2 separate regions of the Mus musculus genome follow, and region 2 is linked to region 1. The links are chromatin contacts, called in public HiChIP or PLAC-seq maps. All regions are on one chromosome and are shown on one strand. The core of a region is the stretch at or near the end of the contact, and the rest is flanking DNA. Distances in the headings are between cores, read along the strand shown. Region 1 overlaps Lama2 (laminin, alpha 2). Region 2 holds the start of Lama2 (laminin, alpha 2).

Evidence for each region. HiChIP or PLAC-seq counts read pairs in DNA pulled down with a chosen protein or histone mark.
Region 2: a contact with region 1 is called in an H3K27ac HiChIP or PLAC-seq map of heart atrium, with 9 times the contacts expected there. The contact joins the promoter of Lama2 here to the enhancer-like site in region 1. A contact is called at or near these places in 12 of 39 promoter capture datasets (the 3T3-L1 cell line, 3T3-L1-derived adipocytes, cranial neural crest and 7 more), 1 of 15 datasets of contacts at CTCF or cohesin (the NIH/3T3 cell line), 1 of 484 Hi-C or Micro-C datasets (uterus) and 1 of 115 datasets of contacts at active chromatin or transcription factors (heart atrium).

What each region holds. Positions count from the first base shown.
Region 1 is chr10:27,131,797-27,136,239 of GRCm38.p6, forward strand. Lama2 (laminin, alpha 2) reads right to left here. Exons shown (of 65, transcript NM_008481.2): 34 at 2,171-2,269. Among named protein-coding and RNA genes, the nearest start is that of Gm40618, 150 kb to the left of the region's middle. Within about 2 kb of position 2,200, at least 14 of the 459 cell types and tissues checked have an H3K27ac peak or open chromatin away from gene starts, as enhancers often do. A contact at or near this core is called in heart atrium, where this site is marked.
Region 2 is chr10:27,615,489-27,620,237 of GRCm38.p6, forward strand. It overlaps Lama2 (laminin, alpha 2), which reads right to left and starts at 1,454. Exons shown (of 65, transcript NM_008481.2): 1 at 1,209-1,454. The coding sequence starts at 1,308.

The DNA.
Region 1 (4,443 bases), core at 950-3,449:
TAATTCAGGGGAAAAAGTCAGTCTGAAAATGCTGCATTTTGTGTTTCCATGACATCCTGGCTAAGAGAAGCTAGGTAGAGAAACTATTCTTTAGTACATGATCATGCTGGATATCGCCTTTTTTTTTTTTTTTTTTTTTTTTTTTTTTTGCTTGTGTGCAATGGCAAGAGTGAACGGAAAAACAGGTGACAGACTTTTGAGGATAATTACGAAGCACTGTAGGTTCACGGACAATGGCAAATATCTCATTCTAGCTGGGCAAGTGAACAGTGGAGTAGTTATGAGTTGGGGGGGAGGGGGAAGGAGGACAGGGTCGAAGGTGTGTATAGACTCTCTGCACTTTCCGTTCAAGTTTGCTTTGAGCCTTTAACTGTTCTTAAAAGGCTTCTGAAATATACAAATTGAGTCTACAGAAAAAAGAAAGAGAGAAAGAAAGAAAGAAAGAAAGAAAGAAAGAAAGAAAGAAAGAAAGAAAGGAAGAAAGAAAGAAAGAAAGAAAAAGGGATGTGGGCTGAGACACAAAAGAGATCTGACGTTTGTAGTAAAATAGTCCTGTGTTTCTAGACTGAGATCATGAGGCTACTCAGGCTCAGGGAGGGCGGGAACCGGAACCTTGGCAGCTTCACTTGCAGGTTTATCTGTGGGTCTGCCATAGAACTTGCAAGGGTGACACCCAGTAATCAACTGTTGGGTAAGTGACATGCTGTGTTTCATGAACTTTTCTTTTAATTGTTCTAGACCACATTAAACTGAGGTAGTTTTGGGCATTTCTCATGTATGCTTTTGTTCATTTATTTCATGCCTATTATGTATTTGCATGCAGTTACACCATTCTGCATACACCTAAACATTTACACACACTCGTACCCCCTACACACACACACACACACACACACACACACACACACACACAAACACACACACACACACAAAACTGAAAGCTCTGGGAGGGTGGCTGGAGCCTCGATATTATTTTTGATCTGCCAACCCTTAACCTGGGCTTTGGATGGAGTGGACATTCAGAAGGAAATAAGTTGAGTTGAATTGACTTTAGCAAAACTTCACTAAACTCTCTCATTCATGCAACAAGTCAAAAATTACTAGTTAAATTAAACTAGTGTAAGTTTACTAACTTCAGGCAGAGGCTTTGCTCTATCTTCATGTTTTACATGGGTGAGCTGAGTCTCTGAAAAGGGATTTCCAGTGTGGTTTAAAACCTTAGGACTGTTGTTCATCAATGTGTGCTGAGAAGCCATTTAATTTTCCTGTGGAAGTTTCCTGATCCAGTAGCAGATTTTGTGGAAAGTGCAGGACTAGCGCCAATCTGGGGCTGGGAGCTGCTCAAGATTCCCAGACTTTTAGCAAGTAGTAAAGCCATTGTTAATTTATTCCCTGTTAAGCCTTTCTTTAAATAGACTAGCTACTCCCCAAAGCTGTTCTATATCCAATGTTCTTTGTCATTTAAGTCCCCTGGATCCTAGTTTGCAGGCCAGTCTCCAGGGTCATGCATTTTTCTAGCCACAAGATGGCAGACTTTATGCTGTTTTTCTCTGCCTCCAGTGGTAAAAGGACCTTCTTGCAGTTTTGACAATTTAGCCCAACCAATTGCTGGGAAAAGTCTGCTAGAAGCCGTGTGGATTTTTACATCCTGACTCTAAATGGTGTCTTAAATGCTCCAGATTTTGACAGTAAAGATTTCATTTTCTAAGTAGGAGTACTGCTTGTGACTGTATTTCTGTAAAAATGTAGAAACTCCACGAGGATTAAAGACAGGACAAGGATTTTTCTCTGTTTTTCTTTTCCTTTACACAATCAAGGACGGAGTTTTTGATACTTAGAACTGATTAAAAGAAAAAAAAAACATCTTTCACAGTGGAGTCTGCTAGATAGGGTCCTCAAAGTATATAGCCATCCTTAACCTTTTCTCCTGACCAGTGTCAAGTATGTCAACCCTGTTTCTTGATTTATTGTTTGTGCATTTGGAGAAGAGCACAGGAAAATAAAGAATTCCTTTGGAGAAGAGTTAGCCAACCGTTATTCCTGGAATTCGTGGAAAAAGTTGTGAATTGGAAAGAAGATTTCAGAACGTGAGTGTTGTTTACTTTAACTTGAAGGTAACCCGGTCCCTAATGTGTGTGCTTTGGGGACAGTCACAGATTTCCCAACTCACTCTGGTTAGCAGCTCATTTGTTTCCATCACAAGTGTGTTCACGTTGCCCTCTGCCAACTGAATGAGCCTCTCTGGTGCCCGTTGCGGTGATAGCAGGTGCTGTAAAAGATTTCAGACCATGTACATCTTAGTAAATGGTTTAGCAGTCATCCTAGGGTCAGACAGAGCACATTTTTGTTCCTGTATATACCACATACTTAGCACTTCTACCCTCAATACAACAGAAACTACTATAAGTGGGCAGTTAACTCACTCACTGCCAAGCCAGATATGTAGGTAAATATTAAGATTTGCTGTACTTTATTGAGAAATTAGTATGCACTAAAATTTTGGTTTGTTTATCCTTCCCCGCCTCCCCCGCTCCCCCCATCAATCAATGGCTTATAAAACTCTGAATGAGCAAATGTTCACTGCAGAGAGTTTTTAACAAAAGCTCATAAGCTGGTACTGAGTTGAGTTTAAAAGGATCTTTGCATTTATCGAGGCTCCCATTTCAATCAGCGTAGCTGTAGTTTACAAGCAAGAAAGAGAGCAGCCGCTGCTACAAGGACCTTTCTTGCTAGGCTGGTCCTGCTGTTAAGATTAGTAGGAGCTGGCTTTATACACACAGCTGGGCCAGATTCCACCACAATCTATGGGATACTATTTTTAGATAGGGTCGCTGTTATAGTAATATATATAATGAAAATGAGGCTACTCTGCAAGCTCGTCAAAGGGTAGACATCTCCCCATCCTTGTACATATCAAAAAAATACCCCACCCATTTCATGACTAAATAGGAATGGTCACTGTTCCTCATTGATCATAACTTTAGTACCCTGCTTTTATTTTTTTAGGTAAGATTCACTAGAATTTACAGTTAGGGCTTTACTCCCACTTTCTTTTTTTTAAATTTTTAATATTTTTTATTACGTATTTTCCTCAATTACATTTCCAATGCTATCCCAAAAGTCCCCCCCCCCCACTTCCCTACCCACCCATTCCCATTTTTTGGCCCTGGCATTCCCCTGTACTGGGGCATATAAAGTTTGCAAGTCCAATGGGCCTCTCTTTCCAGTGATGGCCAACTAGGCCATCTTTTGATACATATGCAGCTAGAGTCAAGAGCTCCGGGGTACTGGTTAGTTCATAATGTTGCACCTACAGGGTTGCAGATCTCTTTAGCTCCTTGGATACTTTCTAGGATCCTCCATTGGGGGCCCTGTGATCCATCCAATAGCTGACTGTGAGCATCCACTTCTGTGTTTGCTAGGCCCTGGCCTAGTCTCACAAGAGACAGCTATATCAGGGTCCTTGCAGCAAACGCTTGCTAGTGTATGCAATGGTGTCAGCGTTTGGAGGCTAATTATGGGATGGATCCCTGGATATGGCAGTCTCTAGATGGTCCATCCTTTTGTCTCAGCTCCAAACTTTGTCTCCGTAACTCCTTCCATGGGTGATTGTTTTGGGCTGGAGAGATGGCTCAGCCGTTAAAGGCTAGGCTCACAACCAAAAATATAAGATATAGTTTTTCAAACACTGTAAATTATCAAGATAGTATCTTAAATTTTCAAATAATAGATAAATTATGAAAAAACAGTATAGATAAAAATGAAAAAAAGACTGGTATTTCAGAACTATCAAGGTCATTTTCATAAACTCTAGGACATAAGGAAGAGAATGACCGAAGCCTTTGCTACTAATGGTGCTCACGCGTAGAGCCTCCCGGAGAGTGCTGCCAGGAACCTCGTTGTCCACTGACTACATGTTATTTTTTAAAAAATGTTTATGTCCAACTGAAATATTTGATTTTCTAATTCATTTCCTAGTCTGTATTCTTTCTATGTGTGTGGAAACTCACCGGAGGAGGTTAGCCTCCTTCCCATGAAGTATTTATGTCTGAATGTAAGACATGAGGTAAGTAGGTCTGTAGCCTAGTTGTCAAGGTTGTTCTTTATAGTGCCCTGTCCTCTAGAGTCTCAGCCTTATCTCTCCCAAGCAGGCCTGACTTCTAATGTCTGCTGACAGGTCCAGTGCATACCTGTGCCTCATGGTGACTCTCCTAGGCAAGAAGCAGTAGGAAGAGCCTGGCCTGGGGCCAGGGAGGCCTCAGTACCACCAACTAGATTTTCTCACATGAGTTATTTTTGTCTCTTTAAGGTTGGAAAAGATGTTCAGTCTCAAAGCCCTAAAGTCCTGCTGCCTGTATTCAAATCCCACCTCAATATTTATTAGTCATGTAATTGTTCTTCAAGCAAAACTTCACTATGCCTCAGTTTCCCTACTTATATTTA
Region 2 (4,749 bases), core at 204-2,703, 480 kb after region 1:
AGAAAGGACAAACGTTAAATGTGGCACTTTTTGTTTTCAAACTAACAGCCAAGGATATTTCTCCAAAGCAGTCTCAGTAATTCTATTATTTGCACCACACTGACCCGATTTCACCTCTGCAAAAATAGAAGGTTATCTGGAGAAACTGGGAGTCATTTTTATTCTAGGAAGTATAATCAAAGATTATGGTGAGGGGCTTATGCTATCTGTTATATCCTCTTAAACAGTCCTGTGTGAAGGGCTGGTCTAAATCAAGAACAAACATGAGAACTACTAAACATGAGAACTACTAACATAGTTTCAGTTAATTTTAAACAAGAAAAACTACTCTACCAGATACAGCCTCATCCAACTTCCTAAAGCTTTTTCTTCTAGATTTTGCACTTTTGAGGACAAACCCGTTGAAACAAAGTTAACATATTTCTGAAATACTTTTTATTTTGATTCAGGTTTTTCATCTTTGGAAAATGCTTGCTGGAAGAATGTGTTACAAATTATGTTTCTTGGTGCTGTGCATGCATCTTGTAAAAATCTCTGCTAACTCTTTAAAGACTCCCAAGCTTTTCAGAAATGTATGCACAAAAACAATAGAATGCTCTGATAAGAATAATTTAGCTGCATTGAATACAGTTGTCCCTCAAAGCCCCTGAGATGTGTTTGTGACCACTGGAGTCTGAGAATAAACAGAAGTCTAGTCTATTTTGAGTGAGAGGAGGTTTCACAAATGTGAGTGGAGGTGTTAGCCACATACTTAACTATTTTATGTAAATAATTGGAAACAGGATTCTTAAAGTTAAAAGAAAACAATTACTTAACTCAAAGTTACTAAGCTCAACTACAGCTGCTCGCCAGGGATGGGGGTGGGGGTGGGAGTGAGAGCTTTCCTCTGCAGGAACGGAATCTAATTTGATGAAACGTTTTTCTCTCAATTGGAAAGAAGAAAAGATAAAAAAGTCTGCCTTGGGAACTTTAGAACTAGTTTTCCGTAGACCAGTTTCCAGGATTTAGTGAGCAGTTTGGTGTTCCTTGTGCCCCGCACAGCTCTCTCGGGGGGGTCTTACTCTTAATTTGCAGGAGTTCAGTCCCTTGCGCCTGGAAGAGCACACCCTAAAGTAAAGCGAGAAAGTGGTCCCCAACCAGCAATTCTTTCTCTCTAGCTGAAGCCTGTTAGGAGCAGCGCTCCAGGGAAAGGGCGCCCTGGACTGTACCTCTCTGTTGATGCGCTTGGGACTGTCGCCGCTGAGTCTGGGAGCCTTCGAGCGTCCCCAAGAGCAGGAGCAAGAGGATCCCGGCGGTGGCCGCAGGCATCCTGGCCGGAGCAGATCCACTCCTCCCGGAGCCCACGGAGTTGCAGCCTCGGGTCCACCCAGCTGAAATGAGCAGCTGCAGGGGAAAGAGGAGGAGACAGTGCTCCCCAGCTCTGCCCTGCCACCGCCCAAGGGTGGGTGAGAAAGGGCAGTCCCCACCCCTTCCCAGGCCTGGGCCTTTAAAGGGTCCTTGGTTGGAAGAACCTGTGTTCTGTGCTTCCTCTGTCAAGGGAATAGGGCCTCTAGCAGGAGTTATCCAAACTTCTTTAGCATTAAGGAAGTAATTGATACCAAGGCACTCTGGGGTCTGTGAAATCCCTCCAGATGGAAAACATTATTGCCAAGAAAGCTAGAAACTTTGACTCCTCAGAAGGTTCTGGCAAAATTATATGCAGCTGCCCTGGGTCCAGGTGATCCCAGACTGTCCCAAGGTCATGGTGCTAACTACTAGGGAACTGAAGTTGCCCACGGGGAACCTCACGCTGGCTTGCACATTAGGAAGGAACTTCCCGGAAGGCAGCTGTGCAGGGAGCAGGGGATGATAGACTAAAGCTGTCCCAATTCCACTGAAATGTTTCTGAAATCACTCCACTGGTTGGAAGCTGTCCCTATAACCAAGGGACATTATTAAAAGGGAATGGAATGTCTGTAAAGATTTCTGCTTATCAGTCATGGTGGCTTCTTCCTTTTAACTCAACAAAGCAGTGTTCTACCCTCTGTCACAGGGCTTCCCATGGCCACTCCATAACAGGTTGTTATTGAAAAGGCCACTGGTTCTCAGTAGGGCCTGGAAAAACAACTTCACAGGTTTTAGGTGGCACCCAGGATACCCTTTGTATTAGTGTACCCTGGCATCAGGATGCACTCAAGGAAAGAGCAAGCCTACACCATAAAGTATTCCATCTTGAACTTCTGAATGGGCCACCGCATGTGTGCCCGTGCGTGTGTGTGTGTGTGTGTGTGTGTGTGTGTGTGTGTGTGTGTAGTCAGTTTGAAATAGGATCTCACTATGGTCTCAGATTCAGAGATGCACCTGCCCCTGTCTGTCAAGTGCTGGGATTAAAGCCTTGGACAACTCATCTAAATATTTTTAAGGGAAAAAAAAAAAAGCTTTAAAACTGAAATCCGACAGTTTGTTTGCAAAAAAAAAAAAATGTATTTACTAATTTTACAGGATGCACCAATTAAGCCAACTGAGATAATGCTTTGTGAGTTTCCAGTTCACCAAAATGTATATAATATTTCAGACCCTTACACTGAGTGAAATTCTGTACAGTATTGGACTACTAAGCCATTTATACATCTATTTCCATACTGCAGTGCATATGGTTGTTATATGGATGGCTTAGTTTTCTTTTTAATTTATAGTTAAGATGTATCCATCTTTAAGATGCCACATAGAAGCTACAATATTTTCATTTCGTAGTAATAGACAGTAACTCTCGTAAAGAGCTGGTGAGAATCCAGAGCTAACATCCACTTGTCATCGGGAACCCTCCTAAAGGCATGTCTAAGCTCCTACTTTAGATCTATGGCTTCTGTACATCTATGTGTGCTGTCTGAAAAAGAGACTTAGATGAGGGCTCTGCTGCTCTCTCTCTCTCTCTCTCTCTCTCTCTCTCTCACACACATATAGAGGCAACATTTGATACAAATAGTATCATTTCTTCATATTATGACTTTCACCTCTTTTGTTCTTCCCAAAATGAGTTCATCCTGTGGGATATATACATATATATATTTATCTCTGTCACAGTTTGTCTATTACAGTCTTAGAACCCTGTACTAGTTTAAAAAACAAAATTCTTAACTATTCTAGAGCTTTTGAATTTTACTGCAGCTGTTTAGAGAAAATGTTTTCATTAATAAAGGTGAACACTTTTACGTTATTGCTTCAGAACTGTTTTAGATTGAGATCAATAGAGCATAAATTAAAAGGAGTGTGTGTGTGTGTGTTGTATATTTGTGTGTTTATGTGTGTCTGTGTGTGTATATGTGTGCATGTGTGTCTGTGTGTATGTGTGTGTGGTGTGTCTGTGTATGTGCGTGTGTGTGTCCTCTGTTCCCAGCTCCTTCATCAAGGTGCACTTGTTACAAGTGGGGACTCTGTGCTGTCACAATCATCACCCTGTCTGCACAGCACATATTAAGCTGTTGCCTCAGATGAATCTGGATTTGGATAAGTATGTCATGCTGGATCATCTCACTACCTTAAAATTACTCCCTAATTTGCCACTTCATCTTCCTTTTCATCTTTTGACCCACGAAGCTTAGACAATCACTGAGTTTTTAAAGCCTCCTTACTACTTCCAAGCCTGAATAAGTACTAATAGTTGTTATAAATACCTATGCACAGGTATTTGCATTAGATCACAAGAGTATGTTTGATTCTATGAACTCCACAGCACTAACTCATCAATTTCTACTTATATCAGAGAGGTAATAGAAACTTTGACAGCAATTGAGTCTATAAATTAAATGGAGGAAAGTTGACATCTAAGCAATTCAGCAACTTCCATCCCCCACGTAAATTTACATTTTTAAACATCCTAAGACATGCTTTAAAGATTTCAACACACGTCTCGAATATACTTTCAAAAATTTAAATGTTTCATGGTTTAATGGAATTCTAATATTTAGTTTTCAAATATCTATACTGATACTAATGCAACTAATTTGGTCAACATTCATTGAATCCTTATTTAGAGAATTATGCTATACAAAATGTTAAGCAATTTACTACTGCTCCTTTGATCTGTATCTTTTATATATTTTCTGGCCCTGTGGGTCTGGCAATGATCCCAAGTTAAATTCAAGGGTTGGGAACTGACACATCTACCTTGTTTCTGATCAGAATGTGAAGTAGCCAGCCATTCTATTAACACCCATCATATGATAATGGCTCTAAGTTTTCAACAGGAACTCACCGCAACGTAATGTTTTCTTCCTGGATGAGACTTCTGTGACAAGAATATTAAAATTTGACATTAAAATAGAAATAAATGAAGACCAGCAATATCAAAAAAATCTTCCCCGCATCTATTATAGTCAGTCTTTGCTACTTTGTGGGTTCTTCTTTTTCTCACCCTTTATGGCCCTGGTTTCAGTCCCTAACACTAGATATGAGAGAAAGAAGAACAGAGGAAGAGGGAGAGAGGGGGAGGGAGGAGAGAGTGGGAGGGAGAGAGGGGGAGGCACAGGGAGAGGGACAGTGGGAGATCTCTGAATCTACTTTCTTGGCTTTTGTTTCTTCTTTGAACATGACTACTAACAAACTGCAACCAGCCCACCTGAATAACTAGCAACCACCAAGCACACCTCGTCTGCCTCTAGCTTTTATGTACCTTCTAAAAAGTTCCCAGAATTCCTAATGTCACACAATCATAGAAACTGTCCACAGCTGTCAAAATCACACTTCTGCTAGAGCACAAGGCAAACCATA